Regions from separate parts of the Mus musculus genome. Here regions 1, 2, 3 and 5 are each linked to region 4. A link is a contact called in public promoter capture Hi-C data. All regions are on one chromosome and are shown on one strand. The core of a region is the stretch at or near the end of the contact, and the rest is flanking DNA. Distances in the headings are between cores, read along the strand shown. Region 1 holds the start of Chmp2b (charged multivesicular body protein 2B). Region 2 holds the start of Epha6 (Eph receptor A6). Region 3 overlaps Chmp2b (charged multivesicular body protein 2B). Region 4 holds the start of Pros1 (protein S (alpha)). Region 5 holds the start of Vgll3 (vestigial like family member 3).

What was found. Promoter capture Hi-C pulls out the DNA fragments that hold promoters and counts their contacts.
Region 1: a promoter capture Hi-C map of liver shows a contact between it and region 4, with 4 times the contacts expected there. The contact joins the promoter of Chmp2b here to the promoter of Pros1 in region 4. A contact is called at or near these places in 9 of 39 promoter capture datasets (the 3T3-L1 cell line, the C10 cell line, HPC-7-derived erythroid cells and 5 more), 3 of 484 Hi-C or Micro-C datasets (CD4 T cells, cardiomyocytes and hematopoietic stem and progenitor cells), 5 of 115 datasets of contacts at active chromatin or transcription factors (astrocytes, differentiating embryonic stem cells, embryonic forebrain and 2 more) and 1 of 9 other capture datasets (adipose tissue).
Region 2: a contact with region 4 is called in a promoter capture Hi-C map of hippocampal neurons, with 6 times the contacts expected there. The contact joins the promoter of Epha6 here to the promoter of Pros1 in region 4. A contact is called at or near these places in 2 of 39 promoter capture datasets (hippocampal neurons and second pharyngeal arch cranial neural crest).
Region 3: a contact with region 4 is called in a promoter capture Hi-C map of hippocampal neurons, with 6 times the contacts expected there. The contact joins the enhancer-like site here to the promoter of Pros1 in region 4. A contact is called at or near these places in 9 of 39 promoter capture datasets (the 3T3-L1 cell line, the C10 cell line, HPC-7-derived erythroid cells and 5 more), 1 of 484 Hi-C or Micro-C datasets (CD4 T cells) and 3 of 115 datasets of contacts at active chromatin or transcription factors (astrocytes, large pre-B cells and stem cell-derived neural progenitor cells).
Region 5: a promoter capture Hi-C map of liver shows a contact between it and region 4, with 6 times the contacts expected there. The contact joins the promoter of Vgll3 here to the promoter of Pros1 in region 4. A contact is called at or near these places in 8 of 39 promoter capture datasets (the 3T3-L1 cell line, 3T3-L1-derived adipocytes, the C10 cell line and 3 more).

The regions. Positions count from the first base shown.
Region 1 is chr16:65,561,251-65,564,923 of GRCm38.p6, reverse strand. Chmp2b (charged multivesicular body protein 2B) reads left to right here and starts at 2,162. Exons shown (of 6, transcript NM_026879.3): 1 at 2,162-2,449. The coding sequence starts at 2,416. It overlaps Gm36457 (predicted gene, 36457), which reads right to left and starts at 2,116. Exons shown (of 2, transcript NR_166048.1): 1 at 2,062-2,116; 2 at 1,405-1,957.
Region 2 is chr16:60,603,350-60,606,825 of GRCm38.p6, reverse strand. Epha6 (Eph receptor A6) reads left to right here and starts at 1,295. Exons shown (of 18, transcript NM_007938.2): 1 at 1,295-1,962. The coding sequence starts at 1,578. It overlaps Gm9017 (a long non-coding RNA gene), which reads right to left and starts at 110. Exons shown (of 3, transcript XR_384917.4): 1 at 1-110.
Region 3 is chr16:65,544,525-65,547,744 of GRCm38.p6, reverse strand. Chmp2b (charged multivesicular body protein 2B) reads left to right here. Exons shown (of 6, transcript NM_026879.3): 3 at 702-896; 4 at 2,366-2,468. Among named protein-coding and RNA genes, the nearest start is that of Chmp2b, 17 kb to the left of the region's middle. Within about 2 kb of position 1,829, at least 6 of the 459 cell types and tissues checked have an H3K27ac peak or open chromatin away from gene starts, as enhancers often do.
Region 4 is chr16:62,852,392-62,856,038 of GRCm38.p6, reverse strand. It overlaps Pros1 (protein S (alpha)), which reads right to left and starts at 1,732. Exons shown (of 15, transcript NM_011173.3): 1 at 1,535-1,732. The coding sequence starts at 1,610.
Region 5 is chr16:65,812,899-65,816,508 of GRCm38.p6, reverse strand. Vgll3 (vestigial like family member 3) reads right to left here and starts at 1,320. Exons shown (of 4, transcript NM_001368760.1): 1 at 751-1,320. The coding sequence starts at 876.

The sequences.
Region 1 (3,673 bases), core at 913-3,412, 2.7 Mb before region 4:
CTTAAAGAACAGTATTAAATTCTGCTACACACTATGTTTAACTATTTGTCTTGTTGATTTAACAGATTGTATACGACCATGGTGAGGTAAAATAAAGAAGATCTCGTTTCAGCTTAAAGCTTGTTAGTGCCCTAACCCTCAGCTGTGTTTAACTAGACCTTACTCTTTATATAATGAGTCATATGCACACTATGTCTGGGTTGAGTTTGAGTTTGGCCATCAACTAAATAGAATGGATGCCAGCCAGACTGAGACGTATCAAGTGGATATCAGACGGTTTCAAACTATGGGAGCAGCAAGCTGTTAGAGTGCTGAGCTTCGGTTGTACATATTTCTATTTTATCTTTATTGTAATGAGCAAGCCCTGTCTTTAACTCCCGCTGTGCACTTTTGCAGGGTCTTCCATATGGTTGCTGCTAAGTGCTTGGCATTTTCCCAACTGTTACAATTGGGTCAGTGGGGGGGATCGCTTAGGAGTAATAAAACAAGGGTGACTGCGGCAGGGAGGAGGGAGAGCCCTATGCACTGGCAGCTTATTGCCTCTCATGCATCGCAAGCACGGCTCTATGACATTCATTACTTTGGGCAGCTAGGGCAAGCTTTGTTGTTGTTGTTGTTGTTGTTGTTATGATTTTTCCATGAAAAAAAAGCCACACCCTGGCTACAGTTCCTGTCTCCCCCACTATAATTCTAATCTTGTTTACTTCACCTCCTAAAAGTGACTAAATAACTTGAGGGAGATAACTGTACCTTGCTTACTCTTGCTGTTCTCAAAAAGTTTTATTAACAAACTCTTGGCTAAGTTTCACTAATAGTAGCTGTAGCAGCAGGGTTATCAGTGTTCTCATGGGTTTTGATATCTTATGAGGTTAAAAAAAAAGCAAATCTAATGATCGATCCCCAAAGCTTAAACATTCTTGAAAAACATTATTATGATCCTAAAATGAATCATAGTAACGTTTTAGAGTGACCCTGGCATTTGAAGTCATATCTATGAAAAAAATGCTATTACTACTCCTACTATTAAGTACTAATAATTGAACCAGGGCCAGACATATAATCATAAGTTCTACCATTGAATAACACATCTCGGGGTTCAGCAATTTTGGTATCTTTGTTTTTGTAGTAGTTGTTTCGAGACTGGGTTTGTCTGTGTAGCCTTGACTATTCTGGAACTCTCTATGTAGATCAGTCTGGCCTCGAACTCACAGCGATCTGCCTACCTTTTTTGCCTTCAAAGTGCTGGGATTAAATGCTCCCCCTGCCTGTCACTGTTTTGCTTTGTAATCCCATGAAAGGCATTGCTGCTAAACAGGGGATTCGCAGGGGAATATGTTCAAGACATAATTATGATTGTAAATAGAAATAATACATTAATCAGGAAGATGTATACATAGTCATGAATGATTATGATTTCCATATTTATTTTATACAGTCAAGAACTTAAATGACTGTCCTTTTTACAGGGTATGGAGACTTTTGGTATTAAATATCAACCAAGTGCTATGTAGCAATTTCATAGATTCACTGTGCAGCCATTTTTTGGTGTGTGACTGTGTGTCTTTTCCTCCGCATTTATGTGACACCTAAACAAGTTGGGTTCTAAGCAAGAACACAAGTATCAGCAGCCTTTCTTGTTCCAAGTCAGGAGCATTAAACAATAGTGTGGCATTAGAATTCGCTTGTCACTCCTCTCCTGGACAATCTCTGAACCCCAGATCCCCAGGGACAGAAGCAGGCTGGTGGAAACACCAGAAACCGGGTGGTAGGTGAAGATGGGTCCCGCAAGAGGCAGCCAGGAGTCAGGTAGCATCAGGGCAGTCTGGGAAGATCACCTGGGACAAGCCTAGCAGGGCATCCCCTAAGGCCTTTGCATTGATCGCTTGGGAGTCCTACTGTCAATCAGTCTCAGGTCCGCAGTCCACCACACATCCCCAGGATCCCTAATTCCAACAACCTGGAACAACAAGGAAGGCGTGGATCAGGTTTCACTCTTGCCCGAGGTCAGCACAGAAACCAAGCGAGCATCTTGCAGACTCACGCGCCGCCAGCCTTGCCAACCTAGGTCCGGACGGGTCGCAACGGAAAGCAGGGAAGAGCGGGCAGCCTTTGAAGTGAGGGCACCGCTGCGGCTTCAGAGGCGCAGTGCGCAGGCGTGCTCGCAGACTGCGCACGCGCCGCCTAGAAGTGACTTCTCCAAAAAAGTGTCTTAGTTCCCGGTCACCTGAGCACCCAGGACGCGTTCTCGGGAGCCTCGCGGAGCCACGCCCGCCGCAGGTCGAGCTTGGAGACCCCGTCCTCCTCCTCCCGCCGCTGCCAGGCTTCTCCGGGATCCGTCCTTCTACCGGTCCTGTTCCCAGAACCGGGCCGGACCGAACCGGGCCGAGCTGGGCCGCCCGGGCGCGGCCGCTCACCATGGCCTCCCTCTTCAAGAAGAAGACTGTGGACGGTGAGTTCGGGGCCAGGCTCACCCGCCCGGGGTCTCTGGGGAGCTCCGGCCTCGGATCGGGTGCTGTCCCCCGAGGTGGGCCCGTGTCGGAGGCCCCACAGGTGACCATGGCTGCGTGACTCCGGCTCCACTGGCTTACCTGGCCGGCTCGCCCTCCTGACTGCCCTCACCCCACCCTCGTTTTTCTCCCCCCACCCTCGCCCGCCCCACTCCGGAGAGGATTTCTGAGCTTTCTAGGGAGGCAGACCAGTGCTGGCTCTCGGGTGTCATTAGACTTGGCGAGTTGATGAATTTCATGGTAGTTTTTTTCCCTGCTCGTTGGCTGCTCCTTCCGTGAAGACGCCGCACTTCCTGACATCCGAAAGGGATGTGTGTTTACTAGGGGACAAGGCAGGAGGTCACAGCGGGCCCACTTAGGAAATAAACTTGGGGCCAGGCTGGCTGTATTTTTACAAACACCTAGCGTTACACGTAAGAAAGACTCCAGCAGAAAAACCTAAGCCCAAGGGAAGGGTCCCGGTATAGTTTTTGCATAGTGCAGATTTTTCCTTTATGGTTATCTTCTGTCAACGAAAGTGAGGGTGGTGTAATTTTCATAGAAGTTCGCGTTTTTAAAAACACATTGTTTCAGGTGGCTTAGTGCCATCTTGTGATGAGGGAAATACTGGACGTATTGGAATGTACAAGTTTGGTAGCATTCACAGGCTGTGCTGTAGTGTGTATGTTATACGCGGCTGTCCCAGGTATTACATTCCCACCAAGTAATCTAAAAATTGCTTTTCATTGCATGTCGAGCCCAGGTTGCTGTTGCTTCAGCCAAATAATCATTCCTTTGTAAGGAAGGGTCTAGCCCAGCCACACAAGGAGCAGGGGCAGCTAGACTGTGATTGGTACAAACCCAGAGCTCAGCCCTGAGTTGGGGTAACTCCTTCATTTCTTTGTGTTCACTGTTCTAGTGCCAGATTTGGGGGGAGGATAACAAAGACACCATCTCTACCCTGCTACATGGCCTTTCATTTCCACACAGGATGCCATTTTATCCCTCATTTGTAAGACAGCAGAGTGCAGTTTTGCTTCTTCTGAGTGACTTTTTAAATTTTTGTTTTTTGTTTTTTTTTTTTGTTTTTTGTTTTCACTATGTTGACTTTTTACTAATTGAGAAGCACCATTTTCAGCCTCTGGAATTAGCTACTAACTTGCTATGTGGTATAATACAGTTACCTG
Region 2 (3,476 bases), core at 46-2,545, 2.2 Mb after region 4:
AATTATCCTCTGAAATTCGCTTCACTTTTCTCCAGCGTCATCAAAAACCCTTCCTAGTGCTATTGAAGAAAGAAAAAGAAAAAGAAAAAAAAGCCTTACTCAGGCTTGATAATCTGCTCCTCTTCAATAAAGAAAACGATAATAATGTTAACAAATACACTACAGAAAATCCAACGCCAGTGATAAGCGCCTTAACAAACATTGTAAGTTTAACCTGAAAGCATCCTTCAGCTTTTTCCGCAGGTTTAGCCTGCTCTTCCACCTGCGAGCAGTGGAGGAATTTTTGTTGTCTACTAACCCCCTCTAGCGCCGAATTGGCTGCACCCGAGCCACAGCTGCTGTCAGACGGGAGATCGCTCGGCTCCACCGAGCTCAGCAGAGCTCTAGGGCCCTGCCCTCCACGCACCCCTCTCGGCCGGCAGCAGGGCGACAGCTTGGAGACTGCAGGTGGCAACACCACTTCCCATCAGCTAGTCCCGTGCCTCGGCCCAGGGCGGGGTCCCACCAAGTAAGTAGCCAGTGAACCGGCTTAGGAGAGCCCGGACCTGGGAGACAGGGTATTGAGAAGGGGCATCCGGAGCAAGGAGAGCGCACCGGCCCCCGCGGGCTGCCTTGGACTTGACCACGCACTGCTCAGACCTTGGGCTGCTCCCAGCTTCTAGCCCGACGCCACCGCGGAAAGGCAGACTTATCCAGGCCCCTGGAAGCCCCGCACCAAAGCTGCTATGAAGATGCTAATGACCTCCATGGCGAAGTCACCACCTTATGCGGAATGCTAAGACTTGGGGAAGCCAAGGCGCCAGGCACCAGTAGACTTCCAGCGCTCAGTGACTCCTCTCTGTAGCCTCTTCTCTCCCTATGCTTTCCAAGGACTCAGAACGGGAGAGGTGGCCACAAACCTCGGTGGCCAAGTTTGGGAGGCTAGCACTCAGACACGTCAGGGCTGACCACTACCTTCGCCAAGCTGTGCCCCGGGGCCAGGAGCGCTGACCTGCAACCCTCACCCTTTCTGGTAGCAGAAATGTCTCCAAGGGAAAGGTGGTGTCCAGAGCTGAGAGCACATCGTTACATGGGGGAGGGGGGACGCAAGTGCTTGGGGGACTAAGGTAGCTTCCGTGATACCCAATAAACAGCTGCTACGGCCGAGGGGGGCGGCGCAGATGCCGCCGAGTCGGTGGTCACGAGGCGACACTCAGCCCAGGCTACTCAGTCAAGAGGCTGAGTGCTCAGTCCGCCCCTCCCAGGGACCACTTGAGATCCCGCTGAGCCTCAGTCGCTGGGTTTCCCAGACACCAGACACATGAAAGTTCTGGATGCCCAGACTACCCTTACTATCTGCTGTGCCTCCTCTGCTCTGGGGTCTGTAAGTGCCCACTTGGATGCAGAGAGCACTTGGGTCCCCAGAACTGCACCTTCACTACCCGTCCAAACGTCCCTACCCATCCCCAGTACCGGCCTAGAGCCACCCTCCCCCGTCCACCATCCCCTCCCCCAAACTAGAGCCTGAGCTCGCTCTTGCGCGCGCGCTCTCCTGGGCCCAAGTGAATAGTCCTCGCTCGAGCGGGACACGGTGGTGGATGCAATTCCCCTCGCCTCCAGCCGCCAGGAGCTCCCCGGCGGCGCAGGCAGCATCGTCCCCGCAAGCAGCTGCTCCAGCACCTGGGCAGCCTGGACCCTCGTGCCCTGCGCACCGGGCCTCGCGCGGGGGGCGCCCCGGGACTTCCCCTGCGGACCGGGTGGAGGAGGAAGAGGAGGAGGAGGAAGAAGAAGAGAGCTTGGTTCAGGACCCCCACGCTACTAGGAACACCTGGCTGCGCTGCTGCCACTTCTTTTTAAGGAGGAGAAGAGAACCAACCAGAGCCATGGGGGGCTGCGAAGTCCGGGAATTTCTTTTGCAATTTGGTTTCTTCTTGCCCCTGCTAACGGCTTGGACCGGCGACTGCAGTCACGTCTCCAACCAAGGTAAGGGACAAACAGAAGGGTTGGAGGAGGGTGCCCCGAGTACACTTGTCCACTACTGCAGGTAACTTTGTCCCTGGGTCAGCTCCTCTGGACTTGCCACACTCTGAGTTCCAGGGAGCCCTGATTAGACCACCCGGGTCCAGCGGGCCCCTGGGGCTTTGATCTCTTCAGTCTCTTGAATTCTTTCTGAAGCTCAGACATCCTCAGCACTTGGGTTCCTTCCTGGCAGTTGCCTGATTGCTCCCACTTGCGCAGTCTCCACTGGAGGTCAAGCTTCATGGCACAGACCTAACTGCTTCATGGAGATCTTTCACTAAATGGCAACGTGTGGATTCTCTTCCACAGCAGATTACAAAAAAAAGGTCATGACTTTTTTCTATACACCTGTAACCAATGATCAGCCTGTTTTCCTCCAGTAACTATGGGTCGACCTTACCCTATCTTAGTTTCTGAACTCTACCATTTACTTCGTGAAAATATCCATAGAACAGATGCTCACGGATCGCTGTTAGTGCTTCTCTCTTCTGAAAGAACTGGGCAAACAAGTGTTAAATCTGAAATTCCAAGTTATGAATAATCGATTCATAAAGTCTAGTTGCTGTCCAATTTTTAGAGGACTTTATCAGTGGATAGTGGAAAGAGGAAGGCAAACATTGTGTGAGGGAAAAAAATGATGAGAAGCATGTAAAATATTTGAATATTTTCTTTACTTCCACTCAGTCTTCCATGAGATGTATCTATTTTGATCCCTGCTATGCATGTTTAAAGATATAGAAAACATTACCTGCATGTTCTTGATTGATTTTACACTAGGTATCAAACAGCCATAAAAGTTTTCCAGCAGGTACCTGGCTGGATGCTCTCACTGATACGGTAGGATCACCAATATGTCACCTGTTAGCAAAGACTCTCTACACAGACTTCAAATGTAATACAGTGTTGATCAGTTACGTTTTCCATTTATTATGGAAGATCTATGTGTAATGTTCTAGAGAACATTAGCTGAAAGTACAAATAGAGGTCAGATTATAGTGTGCTTTGTGTGTGATAGGTAGGAGGTTGAGGGAAGACAAGCCAAACATCGAAGGCTTACTTTTGTTATACTCGCGTATGGCCATATTATTTTATCTAGAAAGGAAATAGTTATCCAGATGTTCCTGTTTATAAGCAATACTATTGATGTGTTTTACTTATTACTTTTTATCTGACAAAATGCAATCACAATTTTTCTTTTGGTAAAAAAAAAAAAAAAAAAAAAAAAAAAAAAAAAAAAAAACGTTATCCCTGTGAGTTTGACATGTCACATAAGTGACAGTTATAATTCCACTCTCTTCAGACTGCATCCCTCATTTGGATTATTGGTATTAATTACCCAGAAGTAGTTTAGTTGACTCCTGTGAAAATACAAAGAGTTTAAAAAAAATAACCTGAAATTATTTACTTGCCCTTTCATTTGAAAGGAAACAATTTTTAAGAGTGAGGACATCAGATATATTTTAATACTAGAACTGTCA
Region 3 (3,220 bases), core at 580-3,079, 2.7 Mb before region 4:
GTATTAGTGTAGCCATTCCAGATACATTTGGTAAATATATAATGTATTTTCTACTTTTTACATCTTTCTCTTGTGTTTAAGTTTGTTTTTTTGAAATAGCATATAATTACGTTTGCTCTTTTTTTTTTGTTTGGGTTTTTTGTTTTGTTTTTTTGGTTTTTGTTTTTTGTTTTTTTTGGTTTGTTTGGCTTGGTTTGGTTTGGTTTTGGTTTTTCAAGACAGGGTTTCTCTGTATAGCTCTGGCTCTCCTGGAACTCACTTTGTAGACCAGGCTGGCCTCGAACTCAGAAATCCACCTGCCTCTGCTGGGATTAAAGGCGTGTGCTACCCTGCCCGGTACGTTTGCTCTTATATGTTCCAACAGTTTCCTTTTAATTAGGGTGTAACGTGGAATGTTTCAATGCAGCTATCTGCATTATTAATTAACCTTGCTACCTCAGTCCTTATTGTCTTTGTCGTACTGTTTTTCTTACCTATTTTAAAATTTTCACTTCATATTTTCCTCTGGACTATACACATGTACTGTTTTGTAGCCTTACTTTCTTTTCTAGGATGAGGTACCAGGGCCCCCATGTGATCGTTTGGAGCCGCTGGAGTTACCCTTCTTCCCAGGGACGTTGTGCCTACTAGATATATGTTTCCAGATACTCTCTGATGACTGCCCCTTGATTTTATTTCCTTATCTTCTTTCCTCTTCTTAGGAGTTAGAAATTAAGAAGATGGCCAAGATTGGTAATAAGGAAGCGTGCAGGGTTTTAGCTAAGCAGCTTGTCCACCTACGGAAACAGAAGACAAGAACGTTCGCTGTAAGCTCAAAAGTCACCTCTATGTCCACACAAACGAAAGTGATGAATTCCCAGATGAAGATGGCCGGTGCCATGTCTACCACTGCAAAGGTAACTGGGAGATTTGGTGTCTGTTTTTCGAGGATATGTTAATATTAATATTCAAACCAGATTTTAATGCACTTTCTTGTACATTTGGGGTATAAAAAATCTTAGCTATAAATAAAGTGAGTTTAGACAATCCAAGTAATTGTGCATCTAGCTTAGTGATTGGGGTGTTAAAAGGACATTCCCATTTTTCCAAGCTCACATGTAGCTTCAAAGTTTATCTGGAATTGACATAGAATCGTGTTTTCAGTTGTTTGGGGTTTTTGTTTTTTTTCAATAAATTGTCAGAAAAGTTGGTGGTTTCTTTTTTCTATTATTTCTGACAAGTTTTGAATAACAATTTTCTCTTGATTCACTTGTAAATGTTGTTGAGAACCACACGAAACTTTTGCATTTCAAGAACTGAAGAACTTATATTTATATGTGTGTATGTGTAAGTGTATAATTATATGTATATACACACACCACACTATATATGTATATATAGTGTAATGTGTGTATGTATCTATAATTATATGTATATACATACATACATACACACACTGTGTGTGCACACGTGTGCATGTATACAATCAAAGCTTTAACTGTTAGTGTTTCATGGACTGAGCATTTCAGTTATTGATGAAAGTACTCAAAAGCAAGTATTTTGGTCTCCTCTGTAGTCTTACAGACAGACAGAGCTAAATATCTGACTAATTTGGGAACAAGGTCATATGAAGCTCACATATGTAGACTATTAACTTTACACAAGTGTTTAGGCAAACAATGACTTTGCTGTTTTCTGTAAATACTAGGCTTGAAATGAAATCTAATGCACTTTTGCCATGTATGTGTATCTGAATTGGAAGTCTTAATTAAGTGTCTTAAGAATGTATTATTTGGTCAGCAAGTATTTCTTTATATACTCAAGTAGTTCAGCTGAAATGGCTAAGCCAGGACTTAACCTGCATGGATTTTTAAGAGTCTCTTTGAGAGGCAGCTCATAGGAGATGTAGTGTGTGCAGAACTCTAAAACTTTGCTTACACTCAAATAACATTTCACAGAATAGTGTGACTTTGTGCAAGTTATTGCACCTTCTGTGACTCTGTTTTTCATGTTTAGTAGGAGGGAAAAGGAAGGAACCAACACATAAAATTCTTGTGTTTAAATGTCATGTAACTTTAATTTCAGCATATGCAAGTTGCTTAGAACAGAGAGGAACACTCATAAGGGACTAGTGTATGTAACGGTTCTATCTCAGGGTCAGTATACACATTTAAAGAGATAAAAGTCAGCCTGCCAATAGAGCTGTACTGGGGAATGAGGCTGTCTTGCTAAACAGATTTCAGTTGTTAGGTCCCATATACAAGGTTTTGGAGTGGACTTAACACTAGGTTAGTGGAAACTGTATTTGACGTGCTGCCTTCAGATTTACTCTATAGAACAGCTTTCATAATTGGGTTGCTAACATGGTTCTTTTCATTTCTAAAAGACAATGCAAGCAGTCAACAAGAAAATGGATCCACAGAAGACACTACAAACAATGCAGAATTTCCAGAAGGAAAACATGAAAATGGAAATGACTGAAGAAATGAGTAAGTTTAAGAAATGTATAGTGTTCCCCTCTTTGAATTTAACCAAGTTTGGGTCCTAGCAGTCCCATGTTCCGGCCACAGGCACACATACCGTGAAGACAGAAGTGACACCAGTGAGAACTATATTCATGTCAAGACTCAAAATTCTGTCAGTGTTTTAACCGCAGGGAACATATAAAGTATGTTCCGCTGATAACCCACAGAGCCAACGGCAGCATGCACAGGGCTCACCCAGGTCCAAGCCAGATGGGGTCCCACTACTGAGCAGGGAAGTGGACAAGCTCTCCCATGACCAGCTAAGAAGATGTCTGCAGCTGACCTCCGCCTGCAGGGGAAAAGAGTTTTCTCTAACGGAGTCTCTGCCTTACAAACTACACTTAAGGACAGGCCACAAGCTTGACTGTGGAAGAAATTCAAAACAGCGCTAAGAGCGGAGGGGTTTGTTTCATAACGCATTGTCTGGGCTTGTTTTGGTTTGTTGTTATTGTTGTTGTTAATCTTGCTTATTTATAATAGCTTCCAACTTGTGTTTTTATGTGTTTTGTGTTTGTATATGTGTGTCTGTGTGTGTGTCTCTCTGTGTGTGATTCTCTGTGATTCTCAAGCTTTTTCCTTGTTCTTTTATCCTCTCACCCTCTGTTGATTAGTTTGTTGGGTTCTATTTTCTTTTTTTTATTGACCTGTTTTTGTTTTTGTTTCTGTTTCTGTTTTCTTTTTCTTTTTCTTTTCAAAGAGAAAGATGAAGTGGAGTT
Region 4 (3,647 bases), core at 483-2,982:
CACTGGCCTACCTTGTACCAACTCCCAGATCCAATTCTCAGCACCACAATGAAAGGCACGACCAGCAAGACCCCAAAACACAAAGTCAAAATTTTAGGGAAGAGAAACAGCACATAGGTGTCTGTTTCTTCATCCATAAACCAGAGATGGTTTTTCATCCAGGCAACAAGACAGGATGTTGCCATCACAGTACTGAATATTCTTTCTGTGATGTCCTTGTAGAAAGAACTTGTCTAGTCTCTGGGTGGCAAGTCAGCCACTGTTGTCCCTTGCTCTTTCCCCAAACACCAACTCTTGCTTTGTCTTTTGTTGTTGTTTTGTTTTGTTTTTATTTGTTTGTTTTGCTTTGCTTTGTTTTGAGACAAGGTTTCTCTGGGCAGCTGGGCTGTTCTGGAACTGTAGATCAGGCTGGCCTTGAACTCAGAGATTTGCTGACCTCTGCCTGGAGAGCAAGTGGCTGGATCAGAGGCACGTGCCGGCCACCGCCCTGCTGCTGTCGGAAAACATTTGATTGTCCTAATGTACAAGATAGATCATGTGCAAGCATACAGTCACATGCGGCTTTGTTATGGGGGCTTGGCCGTTGAAGTTTTGTAATTGTAACTTGTTTATCTTCAATATAAAACAAATCAGTTATAGTCTGGTCTTTAAGTTAGTTATAATTTTAAGAATACCTGCATCTTCTTATTACTTAATAAAAAATTGAAATTCTAGCAAACGCCTATTTAATTAACCATCCTTGAAAGATTTCTTTGATACTCTTAGTCGCCTAAATGTTATGCAGTTATTTCTCCCATGCCTGTTTCTGGGAATCCAACAGAGCAGAAGAAAGCACTGTTAATTATGAACACATTTAAAGTTTTGAAAACAATTTTGTTGACAGTTACAACGTACCAAACCTGTGTTGCTCTTTATATATCCCTAAGAGAAAACTCAATATGCTCCCTGGAATCTGGGAATGGAAGAAGGGGGAAAAAAATCAAGAAACACGACAATAAGGTGCAAAGAATCCGTGCCACCACCGCAGATCAGTAGCAATCAAAATCCTCAGTACAAAACGATCCTCGCTCCAAGATAATATCCAACAGCAACTTCTTACGCCAAGGTTAGGGAATGATAAGTAAACTCGCAGTGATCCTCAAACAGTTTGTCAATGTGAGACGAGCCAATCAAGTACAAAGTCCAGAAATTGCAAAAGGAAGGTTAACTGTAAGAGAGGGTGCAGGCTGGGATCGGAGGGCACCGAGGGTTGACTTAGTTTTCCTACCAATGTTTAGAACTATGCTCATCCAATTCCTATGACACTTGGTATCACCCAGCTTCTTGCATCAATCCTGTGGACAATGACTCCCAAAGCAAGGCAAGCTTTGATCTCGTCCCACGTTTACTCAGTCCGCCAGATCCAGGCTGCCGCCACTCTCTGAGACGCTGGGGGACTTACTGGAAATTTAGGAAGCAACAAGCTGTCCAGGAGACAATCCTACCAGCCAGGGCATGTAGGGACCAGAGAAGCCTGAAGATATGGATTACTTACAGTTTGTCTCTGAGACAGGGATCACCAGGGCGAGGCAGGCCAGTAGCACCCGAAAGCGTGCGCTCAGGACCCTCATTGCTGAGAGGATGGCCGGGGGTCAGGGCTGGCGCAGCGGGGACCGTGCCTGCGCTAGGGCGGCCGAGGGAAGCTGCGAGCCCGGGCTCTGCTCTCCCAGCTCTGCCGCGGCCCAGCCCGAGCGCGGGCGGGCGGAGCAGCCAGGGGCGGAGGGGACCGCCCGCTCCCAGCCCCCAGCCCGGGAGGGGAAGCGGTGACTGGGACATTTCCTGGAAGCTCTTCGCAGCTGGGGGGCGGGGGTGGGGTGGGGAGGGCCGCGGGAAGGAGGTCGGAGGCCGAGGGAAGCTTATCAGAGAGGTCCTTTGTCACTGTCCCCAGCCCTGCTTTTACTTCGTTTCTTTAGAAAGTTGTTTTCAAAGGGTGAAGTATCTCTCTCTCTCTGTCTCTCTGTCTCTCTGTCTCTCTGTCTCTGTCTCTGTCTCTCTCTCTCTCTCTCTCTCTCTCTGTCTCTGTCTCTCTCTCTCTCTCCTCCCCTGCTCCTACCTTCTCTAGCATCCCTTCCCCATTCCTCCTCCACCCAGCTTCCCTTCTCCCCACCCCACCCCATTTCTTTCCAACTCCAGAGACTGCCAGCCAGTCAGGATGTCAACTTAAACTGAAGCCAACTTGGACTTTAGGAAGAAGGGTACTCAAAACCAAAGTAGTGGGAGGAAAGAAAATCGAAAGGTTTGATCACCCACAGAGTATTTCCTCAGAACAGCTTGTTTTGGTGTTAGCATTACCCTTTTGGTTTTTGTCAGGCATACACGTGTAAATCAGGCTTTCCCTGCTACTTGAAACTAAACTGCCTGGGTTGAAAACATAGAACTTGCTCTTAACACTGTTTTATAACTTTAAGAAAAGAGCTTACACTTTTAAGTCCTAGTCATATCATCTGTAACAGAGATAAGAGGTTTTCATCGTGTTGACATGAGACTCTATAGATGCTATCGATATGAAACATTAAGTCCATGCCAACTAGTAGAACTCAACGCACATAGAGTATATTAATCCTTTTTTGTCCAATTAAAACATAGATTGATTTTTTTGAATGTGTGTGAACGAAACTTACTAGGCAGAATCATATTTTAAGGGTCATTTTTCCTCTCTCTCTCTCTCTCTTTCTCTCTCTCTCTTTCCTTTGTTATTTAGTGATCCAGTGGGGATGCAAGATGACTAAGATGGGAGTCAATATTTTTTCTGATAAAATGTTTTGGGAAATTTCCATTCATTGAGGAGGAGGAAGGAAAACTTTTGTACTATACCCGTCTATGCTCTATGCCATGCTAAATTAATGTATGATAGACTAAGAGGACAAAATGGGGCTGGAGAGTTCACTCAGCTGTTAAGAGCACTGGCTGCTTGTGCTGCCTGCTTGCTCCTCCAGGGGTCTTGAATTCAATTCCCAGCAACCACAGGTTGGCTCACAACTGTCTGTAATGAGATCTGATGCCCTCTTCTGGTATGTGTCTGAAGACAGCTACAGTGTACTCATGTAAATAAAAATAAATAATTTTAAAAAAAGAGGAGAAAATAATATTCAATCACATACATATACAGGAGAATTTCACAAATTCATGAGATCCAATGAGGTGGCCAGATGACTGAGACATATGGCAACTTAAGTTGAGGAAAAGGACTTTGAGGCTTACAGCCAAGGAGTTGAATGCGGGGAGAAGAAAAGTCAGGAAGAGACAATGAGTAGAACTGCATGGTCAAAAGGGGTTGCTTGCCTTATTGTCTCTCTGGCAACAACAATTGTTCTGGGTTTGTTCTTTCTAGTATGGTAGGAATCATACTAACTGGGCTGGTGAGATGGCTCAGCAGGTAAGAACACTGACTGCTCTTCCAAAGGTCATGAGTTCAAATCCCAGCAACCATATGGTGGCTCACAACCATCCCTAACGTGATCTGACTCCCTTTTCTGGAGTGTCTGAAGTCAGCTACAGCATACTTACATATAATAAATAAATAAATCAAAAGAAAAGGAATTGTACTAACTAAAAAGAAATGCTATAAGTATAAATTTCTGTTGTAGCTTGGATTTTTTAAAAATTAC
Region 5 (3,610 bases), core at 71-2,570, 3.0 Mb before region 4:
AGTGTCTACCCTTATCATCTAGTTTCCAGGTCCCTTTTACCAACATTTTCAGTCTCTTGGCTGGGTGGGGCCCAGGCATGCAGATACTCCTGGCTACCTTGGGCTAAGAAACACAAGTCCACTGAAGAACACCAGAAGGCTCTGTGCTTTGTTAGGAATAGAAAGTCAATGAAGAGCCTTTTGAGAATCCCTGTCTAAATCACAGCCGCAGGGAGAAAGGCAATGGATAAATTCTAGGAACACTGAATGTGTCTTACATCCGACCAGTGTTCCACCCTCAAAGTCCCAGTACTGTCCCAGTCCCAGCTCTGTGAGCTCCCTTCTCAGGTACCCTCTGCTACCTCAGTTACATACTTCTGCCACTTACTCCAGAAAACGCTGAAATACTTTACTTGCCCAAGGAAACAAAGTATTTGAGTTAAAAGTTTACTCACACAGTCCTAAGACAGATGCCTTTCGTGAGCTTCAGGGAACTGAGTCCTAAGGACCAGCGAAGCTGGGAGCAAGAGTCTCTGAGTTCAGGTGACACAGCTCAAATAAGCCCCCGGCCAGGTAAAACCTTTCCAAGGATCCCAGCCCTGCCATGCTCAGTTCTGCCCTTCCGGGAGTGTCTTTTTCTTCCTATGGTTCCCAGCAAGTCCTAAAGCATCTTTCACGCCTCGGGACCCGGCGGGGCACGGCATGAGCCTGACACCGATACCCGGTGCCCCTCGTCCCCGCCCCCGGAAGGCTGCCGGGCTGGTGACTCACCTGCTGGCCAGGTTGGGGAGCCGGATGATAGCAGGCTGTAGGGCAGGTTGCAGCTGCCACAGGGTTGGGCAGATACTGGGGCGCTCCATACGGCTGGGGGTGATACATCACCTCCGCACAACTCATGGCAGCGGGGCCAGCGGCGGCCCCGGAGTCGCCGCCGCCGCTCTAAGCGCTGGCGCAAGGGGCGCCACCGCCACCGCCGCCGCAGCTGCTGTCCGCGTCGCTGAACCAGCTGCTACTGCGGCTAAGGCGGGTCCTCGGCGGCCTCGGGCTCCGCGCCGGGAGCGAGCTCGGGAGGGGTTGGCAATCAGCGGCGGCCCATGCGCGGGCACCTTCATTTTCAGCCCCTCCGGGTGCCCCCTCTGCTCGCGCTTATATAGCGACGGGACGACGCTGCAGCCCGCCCCGCGGCAGGAGCATGACAGCGCTGGGCTCAGGCTCAGGCAACCGCATCCGAGACAGGAGCGTACTCCGCAGTACCAGCAGCAGCTGCTACCCAGTCCGGGCTAGGGCCGCTCCAGGAGAGCAGCAGTGCTTTTGCATACACACAATGCACGCCCGGGACTCGTCCTATCACTAGCGCGGGCGGCTGGGCGAGGACCGGGAGGCGGGGGCAGGGTAGCCGGAATGTGGGGAGGCGGGGTGCTTGCCTCCCCAGCTCTCAGGAGCAGTTTATCAGAAAAGTTCCATCAACTCAGGTCCACAGCGGGCGGGTCGCCCAGCAGGGGGACCCTGGGGAGGGCGGCTGCGGATTGGAGCGAAGTTTGCAGCCCTCTCCGCCTCCGGGCCCAGTGATGCTGGTGGGAGGAGATTGGTATGCGAGAGGCTCCGCGCCCTCAAAACTCCAAGGTTCCCCACCCAGTCTCAGTCACCTGGCGGCCTGGACAGAGTTGCCCAAGTTCTGGGAGTTTTTTCAGAGAGCATCAACTCCGATGGTGCTAGAACCCGATTAGAGGAAAGCCAAGTGTAAATAAAGAGAGTTATAAAACAGGCCGGGGGAAAAATATGGGCTTAGTTCCTCCATTAAAAATAGACCAAAGTGAAAGTTAACAGTGCCTTGAAGTGCCCACAGGCTAACAATAGTTGTTTCCTTGCAACATCTTCACTTAAAAGGCACATCTTGGTGGATTGGCATCCTGGCGATGTATATATATCTTTCCTGGCCTTTATAAGCTGGCTTGAATACAGCAAGAGCAAATAATTGGCTACCATTTTAATGTCTTGTTTATATGCATGTAGCTTAAAACCTTCTACAAATTGAAATAAAAAATTGTTTTTAAAAATATAGTTATACTCCAGTGAAATCATCAAATCTAACTCAATCAACCTTTACCTGTCTGACAAACAGAAAATTTTCAGTAAGGACCAAAAGGCCTAGTCTTTTTCAAAAGAAATGTCTCTTTCTTTGTCGAATGCATTAATGTTGCATAGAGTAAATCACACACACACACACACAAACCAAAGATCATACTTTGAAGCCATTATGCCCTCCCACCAGGACCACCTCTGTTTTGGGGAACAGTTCATGTGTGTGGGCATGTCAATATCTCCCCTAACACTCACACCAAGATTGTGTTTGGTATTTTGTTATGCCATAATGGAATTTCTTCACTCATTCATTATTTTTATCAATCAAGTCTTAAAATATGACTATTAAGAGTTTATGTAGGCCCACCAAAAAAAAAAAAAAAAAAAAAAGAAAGAGAGAGAGAGAGAGAGAGTTTATGTAGTTCAGATTTTAAACTGTACTCTTTCTGGTAGAACTTACTTTATGTGATTATAACTCCTTTGTCCCAAGTTGATATAGCCTGGTTAGACCCTTTTCCAGTGATCTATGCTCATGGTTACAGCTTCTCTCCAGGCAGTTCTGCGAGGTACAGTCATAACAACAGCCACCACCCACATTCCAATCTGAACTTTGTCTAATGGTGTCTGTCACAGATAATAAAACTCCACCTCCCAGCTGAACTGGGAATAGCTGGGAAGTTCGCAACCTTCCCTCTCCTCACAGTGCCTGCATCTGGTCTTAACCTTCAGTAAGTATATCCTAAACTCTACACTTCTGCTTACATCTCTTACTGTAAGCCCTAGTTTGTCCAGCTATCTCATTCAGATTCTTGAATGACGCTTATTACTACTTCCCCAGCCCCATAACCAAACATCTTCTAATCCATTCTTCAGGACACCTATTCCAATAATGATCTAGCCTCAGTAAGCCAAACAGAGCCTTGATGCTTTGACTTTTTTTTTTTTCTTATGAAGGACAACTCACTAATCTAAAAGTTACTGGCTTGCAGTAACTTTTAAGCCCTATTTGTACAGAAATCTAACAGAAGACCTCTTCTTTGTAATGTATTTATTTTTTTCACGGGTTTGCATGAGTGAAGATATCTGAATGTGTGAGGTCATCTGTAATGTACACAGACATATACATTATACACAGTTGTTTATTTGTTTATTACCTCTCTGTAGGATGAACTGGGAAGTAGTTGAATCAAGCACTCAGAGTTTTAGGCTTCTTCCTCTCTCAGTTCTGTCCCCAATCTCCTAGGAGACCTCCTTCTGGAAGGCTGTGAAACAAACTGTTTTAAACTGATGACTTTTTCTTTTAGACCAAGTTGGCCTCGAATTCAGAAATCTGCCTGCCTCTGCCTCCCAAGTGCTGGGATTAATGGCGTGCGCCACCACGCCAGGCTAAACCGATGACTCTTAATACTCTTCAGCAGGAATCACCCTAATTTTGATTAACAAACCAGTGAAGATTGTAGCTCTAGTTGCTATTTTTCTTTCTCATTTCTTGTTCCACATTTTGTCTAGAATCTAATTCTGGACAGAACTTCACTAGGTCTGGATTGAT